2 separate regions of the Triticum aestivum genome follow, and region 2 is linked to region 1. Evidence: chromatin contacts called from public Hi-C data. All regions are on one chromosome and are shown on one strand. The core of a region is the stretch at or near the end of the contact, and the rest is flanking DNA. Distances in the headings are between cores, read along the strand shown.

The links. Hi-C and Micro-C count contacts between places; a contact is called where the count stands out from the background.
Region 2: a contact with region 1 is called in a Hi-C map of leaf, with 7 times the contacts expected there. The contact joins the promoter of LOC123110451 here to the promoter of LOC123115698 in region 1. A contact is called at or near these places in 3 of 5 Hi-C or Micro-C datasets (all in leaf).

The regions. Positions count from the first base shown.
Region 1 is chr5B:68,339,875-68,343,352 of IWGSC CS RefSeq v2.1, reverse strand. It overlaps LOC123115698 (zealexin A1 synthase), which reads left to right and starts at 1,592. Exons shown (of 2, transcript XM_044536804.1): 1 at 1,592-2,585; 2 at 2,760-3,478. The coding sequence starts at 1,686. The coding sequence ends at 3,398.
Region 2 is chr5B:68,545,699-68,549,176 of IWGSC CS RefSeq v2.1, reverse strand. It overlaps LOC123110451 (L-galactose dehydrogenase), which reads left to right and starts at 1,709. Exons shown (of 5, transcript XM_044530966.1): 1 at 1,709-1,991; 2 at 2,067-2,295; 3 at 2,397-2,696. The coding sequence starts at 1,831.

The DNA.
Region 1 (3,478 bases), core at 343-2,842:
ATGATGCATGATTAGCAGGACTTGTTATTATATATGATGATGCATGATGCGAGCATGAAGAGTTATTATATATCAGCGGGTGAAATGAACATAGCAGTAGCGTTGGTAAACCAAGCACGAAGATATAAGAGAGGACACTTCTCTCTATTAGCTAGCTAATAACAACCTAAATTAACCCCCAAAACCCCTAAACCAGCCCCTTTCAAAAAAAACTCAGCTCCAGCCAGCTGCTGACGCGTGGATGCTTTTTGGTCCCGGTTTATGTCACCAACCGGGACCAAAGGCCCCCTGTCTGGGCTGGCCGCAGCGGCCACGTGGAGGCCCATCTGTCCCGGTTCGTGTAAGAACCGGGACTAAAGGCCAAGGGCATTAGTACCGACCTTTTAGTCCCGGTTCTTAAACCAGGACAAAAGGCCCTTACGAACCGGGACAAATGGCCATTTTTCTACTAGTGTGCCTCCCTAGAGAACATCGCCAGCCGCCCCGTGAGTGGCATGGGCGTCAAAGACATGGTATAGAATTCCTTCCCCTTGTCCATATGTGCGTTTGATGCTTTCATCTTTATTTCCTATCAATGTATATTGTTGATTTCATCTTCTTGTGGAGGCATTTCAATCTTTGGAGACCTTCAGGACCCAACATGAGGACAAGCCATTAACCTTGACCCATTGTTGGACGATGATTTGTGAGTGTACAAAGTTTAAGGAGCAATATGCCGCACAAAAGAAAGGTGGGGAGCTAGCGGCGGTCATTGAGCCAAGTGATGGCGAGAAGCGACCGAGGGGGAGGGGAGGACCAACTTCAAGTTGGATGACAAGCGTGATGCTTCGATACTCGCATTGCAAGAAACTTTGAAGGGGGTTCATGACCCAAAAGGAAGTGAGGGAGGAGAGGAAGCGCCAAGAGAAAGAGAAGCAAATGAAGACCTTCTTTGACATACAAAGAAGAAGCTCGAGATCGAGAAAAGTTATGCCCACAAAAGCAAAGGAGGTGAAGCTCACACGGATCTCGAAGAAAATGAAGATCATGACGGCCGACTTGAGCAAGGTGTCCCAAGGAAAAGGGTTTGGTCTGAGAAGAAGCAAAAGGAGATGCTCGACATAGATGAATGGGCTATGGCCAAGACGTGATCATTTTGTATGTCGACACATGAACTACAGCCGAGATGCATGGACTATCACTGAGAGAGGTGATTTTGTGAGTGCGGGCACGTATGCCAGCCGTTGGCAAGTCTGCCAGGATGAAATATGGTCGAGAAGGCTAATTTTTGTGTGTTAGCATGTATGTCGGCCAATGGCACTTATGCTGCCTTAAACTACGGAAGCTGGCCATGAATTCTATATTTATTTACGGAAAATATGTTTATTTAACAAAATTGACCATACGGATCAAATAGATCGGCCGGTTGGACACATCGACCTGATTTGAATGGACAAGGCGCCATGTCACTAGCTGGTCCAAACAGGCAAAAAAACAAACAATTTCCACGTTCATTTGCGTCGGTCGGTTCGAGCTGGCCTTAATAATGTGAACACGCCGCTATAGGCACAGGTTTTCGGCGGGACGATAAGCAGCTACCCGTAGGACGGCTTCGAGATCTCTTCACTCTAGTGGCGTATACTTTTTATATCTATGTGCAAGTTGGGCCTTCATCAGCTGCAGCTCACTCAGGCTCCTCGAGCAAAATGATGGACTTCGCGGCGCTCTCGCCGCTACTCTTCCTCTTCTTCGTTCTGCTCATCCTCAAACTGGTCATCGACCGCTACGCATCGCCAACCCGCGGGCAACGGCTGCCACCCGGCCCATGGCAGCTGCCGCTCATCGGCAGCCTGCACCACCTCCTGCTGTCGCGCTCCGGGGGCCTGCCCCACCGGGCCATGCGCGACCTCTCCCGCGCCCACGGCCCGCTCATGCTCCTCCGCCTCGGCGCCGTGCCCACGCTCGTCGTCTCCTCCGCCGAGGCCGCCAGGGAGGTCATGAAGACCCACGACGCCGCCTTCGCCAGCCGCCACCTCAGCGCCACGCTCGACATCATCAGCTGCGGCGGCAAGGGCATCCTCTTCTCCCACTACAACGACCGCTGGCGCGAGCTCCGCAGGATCTGCGTACACGAGCTCTTCAGCCAGCGCCGCGTGCTCTCTTTCCGCCCTGCGCGGGAGGACGAGGTCGCTCGCCTCGTGCGCGCAGTGTCCGACGGGTGCCGCGGCGGCCAAGCCGTCAACCTCAGCGAGAAGATGTGCCGGATGACCAACGACTCCGTGGTGCGCGCGGCCATCGGCGGGAGGTGCCACCACCGCGACGAGTTCTTGCACGAGCTAGACGAGGCCGTGCGGCTCACCGGCGGGATCAATCTCGCTGACCTGTACCCGTCGTCGCGGCTCGTGCGCCGGTTCAGCGTCGCCGCGCGGGACATGGTCAGGTGCCAGAGGAACATCTACCGCATCGTGGAGAGCATCATAAAAGAACGCGCCGGCGCGCAGGTGCCGGAGAGAGACGAGGACCTGCTCGGCGTCCTCCTCAGGCTGAAGAAGGACGGCGGCCTGCAGTTTGAACTCACCACCGAGATCATCAGCACCGTCATCTTCGTAAGATCCTCCCAGACACCCTTTACAGTACGGCTTTGAAAATTCTCAGTTGATCAGTGTCAATTTGATTTTACACCTATCAGTGCATACTATTTTCATTTAGTTTCTTGGCAGCCAAATATGTGCCTTGTACGGTTGTACATATAGCGTGGAGTGGTAACTGGCTGACTGCAGGACATCTTTTCTGCTGGGAGCGAGACATCGTCGACGACGCTCGAATGGGCCATGTCGGAGCTTATGAGAAACCCACGAGTTCTCCACAAGGTGCAGTCGGAGGTGAGAGAGGCCTTCAAGGGGCAAGACAAGCTGACCGAGGACGACATCGTCAAGGTGAGGCTGGGCTACCTCCACCTGGTGATCAAGGAGGCCCTGAGGCTGCACCCGCCGGCGGCGCTCCTGCTCCCACGCGAGTGCCGCGAGACGTGCCGGGTGATGGGCTACGACGTGCCCAAGGGCACCAAGGTGTTCGTCAACGTGTGGGCGATGGGGAGGGACGACAGGTACTGGGGCGACGCCGAGGCATTCAGGCCGGAGAGGTTCGAGAACAGCACCGTGGATTTCAAGGGCGCCGACTTCGAGTTCCTCCCCTTCGGAGCCGGCCGGAGGATGTGCCCCGGCATGTCGCTCGGGATGGCCAACATGGAGCTGGCGCTCGCTAGCCTCCTTTTCCACTTCGACTGGGAGCTGCCCTGTGGCGTCGGGGCCGAAGACATGGACATGACGGAGACCTTCGGTATCACGGTGAGAAGGAAGTCCAAGCTCTGGGTGCACGCAAAACCCCACGTTCCATGTACTCCCTCGGATCGGAGGTAGTAGCTGATTGGTACCCCTGGCCAATAGATCCGTGTAGCGGCCTTGCACGATTGAATACACTGTCTAAATCTCGGTGGGCT
Region 2 (3,478 bases), core at 460-2,959, 210 kb before region 1:
GTACCTACATCTCCCACGACACCACTTGGACCCATGACAAGAGCTCGAGCAAAGGCTATCGAAGATAAGGTGAACTCGCTCCTTTCTGAACTCCCACTCTCTACTTACGAGACATGGCTACTACCTCATGCGGAGACTCTATGTGTGATCAGGTGCTTGGAGGAAAGCCACGGAACAACTACATTCAATGGACAAGAAGGCGAGGACACCAAGTGTGAATGACAAGAAGAAGAGCTGCCACGGAAGCTATAGGCTCCGGACGACCGGCCCAGCCCGGACATCCGACCCCTGGAGGTTGCTATAGCACATGGAAACCAGGACAATAGAAGCTCCAACGGCCGGATGTCCAATGATTCCCAGGCTCCGGTCGACCGAGCCCCTCCGGACGGCCGACACTTCCCCAACAGAACCAAATTAATGGAAATCCGAGGAAGACCGGACGACCGTGCAGTCGACCACAGAAGCCAAATTACGGACGTCCGAAGACCTACGGACGACCGGGCCGTCCCGAGCCACTAGACGTTCGCCCCCTGGCCGCGCCCAGTTGCGGGCCGATGCCCATGTACCCCTTCACTTCGCCCCTCATTTGCAATATGACTATAAATAGACCTCTCCCACCTCCTAGCTAGGGTTAGCGTTGATTTAGCTCATTTGTGAGATAGAGTCTCGCTCATCCATTCGGATCTACTCCTCGTGAGGGACCGACACCTCTTCGGAGAAGATCCACCTGGATTCAAGAACTCCATTCGGAGAAGACCATCAAGACCTCCTCACGTAGAAGAACCGGTTACCCTTTGTATCGTCTCTTGTTGGATTTGGATCTTGTATTACCTCGTGCCTCGATGATCTAGCACATGTGTTACTTTGTTCTTGTTGATTGAGTGATTTCTCGTGTTTTTTCTCTCGTTCCCCTCCTCGTGTTCTTCGTGTTCCTCGTAGGGATCCGCTCCAAACGTGAAAGATCGGCCTCTAAGGTTCTATCCTACATCACATATCCTGCCACGGCCTTCTCCGTAGCCATTCCTACCTTACTCGAAGTGTCAGTGCTTGCAACTGCAGGTTTTTAACGCCTGACCCTCCGAGCAAACAGGTCTGCAGATTGTATCCCAGGACACTTCCCTCCATTACTTTCTCCTCCGCTGTCCAGAAGAATGGTATTCAACCTGCTGAACCGAGCCAAAATCAATGCAACCAAACACGCTGTAAAGTCGCTGTTCGGCTTAAAAGAAAAAAACTATAGCGCGTGGAGGCCGCCTCTATAGCTGGCCAAATGGGCCGGTTTTTTCGAGCCGGCCCGTGAGCACGCCGGCACGGCCCGCCTTGGGCCAGGCACGACACGGGCTAAACGGGCCGGGCCAGGCACGCGGCACGCCCTGGGCCGTGCCTGGGCCTGGAGGCTAGGCACGCGGGCCGACACGACACGGCCCGATTAAGTTTTCTTTATTTTTTATACATCTATATATGGCCCAATATGTAAAAATAGGCTAAAAATGCTCGGTGCGTCAAATAATAGGCTGAAAATATGCGGCCCACCGTGCTAAACGGGCCAACGTGCCGGCCCGTTTACTAACTAGGCCGTGCCTGGGCCTGGGGGCGCAGCACGCGGGCCAGCACGGCAGGCCCGTATAGTAATCGTGCCCTGGCGGGCCGTGCCGGGCCAGGCACGGTTATAATGGGCCGGCCCGTTTGGCCAGGTATGGCCGCCTCACCATCTCTCCCGCAAATTCCCCGCCGAGACAAGACAAGGACACGACGAGCTGGACCATCAGCCAGGCAGGCAAGGCAACGACCACCCACCTCCGCTCGGCGCAACCAACACCAACCCGAGCAATGGAGCTCCGCACCCTCGGCGGCACGGGCCTCCGCGTCAGCCCCGTCGGCTTCGGCGCCTCCCCGCTCGGCAACGTCTTCGGCGACGTCCCCCGCGACGTCGCCCGCGCCACCGTCCGCCGCGCCCTCGACCTCGGCATCAACTTCTTCGACACATCCCCGTAACGCCCGCCCCGCCACTCTCTCCCCTTCCTTCGCCCCCGCCTCCCGCGGGCCTGAGCCGCTGTTCTTCGCAGGTACTACGGCGGCACGGTGTCGGAGTCGGTGCTCGGGGACTGCCTCCGCTTCGCGGGCGTCCCGCGCGACAGCTTCGTGGTCGCCACCAAGTGCGGCCGCTACAAGGAAGGCTTCGACTTCAGCGCCGCCCGTGTCACGCGCAGCATCGACGAGAGCCTCGCGCGCCTGGGACTCGACTACGTCGACATCCTTCACTGCCATGACATCGAGTTCACTAACCTGGACCAGGTCGGTCTCGCCGCCCACCACCTGTTCGACGAATTCCCTCTACCACCTCTAACCCATGATTGATCCTGTAACACCATGTATTGCTGTTTGGATGTTTGCAGATTGTGAACGAGACGATTCCTGCGCTGCAAAAGATCAAGGAGAGTGGGAAGGCGCGGTTCATTGGAATTACTGGATTGCCGTTGAGCATCTTCACCTACGTGCTTGACCGGGTGCCTCCCGGCTCCGTAGATTTGGTTCTGTCGTACTGCCACTACGGAATCAATGATACCGCACTGGTGGATTTGCTACCGTACTTGAAGAGCAAAGGTGTTGGGGTGATCAGCGCTTCACCCCTTGCTATGGGGCTTCTCACGGATAACGGTCCACCTGAGTGGCACCCTGCACCAGAAGAACTCAAGGTATTGCTGTAATACGATTTGTGTTCGTTTTCATCCGACTATTTGCAGGACAAGCTATTTCTTCACAAATCACCTATTGTAGGTAGAATAACCAGATATAAGATACTGGTACCATCCTATTTTTAGAAGAAAACGACTAACGCATAACACATTGGGAATCTTTTGTTTTTGTCACTCTACCTTTTGCCAATTTTCCTTATGCCACTCTAGAGTTTGACATTTCACTTTTGCCACTCGTAGCCTTTGATAATGTATCACAATTGCCATTCCGTGGTGAAAGCAAAATAATTTTATTTCACTTTTGCCACTCATAGCTTTTGACAATGCATCACAATTGCCACTCTGGAACTTTTGCTTTTGCCACGGAATGGTAGTTGTGATGATTGTCAAAAACTAAGAGTGGCAAAAGTGAAATGTCAAAAGCTAGAGTGGCATAATGAAGATGAGGAAAAGCTAGAGTGGCAAAAATAAAATTTCACCTAACACATTATGGCGTGCTGGCGCTGCCACGCCATCCTAGCCCTGCATCACAAGTGCTACCGCATGGTTCGGCTTGAAGGAATCTGAGTATCTGACAGCACTGAGCACTTTGCTCCCGAGCACACCGATACAAACATTAACGCTGGACATTTCCCCTTTTTTCAATGCCGTAAAAAGGCGCCAAAGATACACTTGCGTTGCCAAAATATGCAGCCTGATACAGATAATGGAGCTTGAGGACCGACGCGTCGCCAGAGAGGTGGTGCCGTCACCCTGGGCCTGGGGGCATCGGCAAGAAGCTT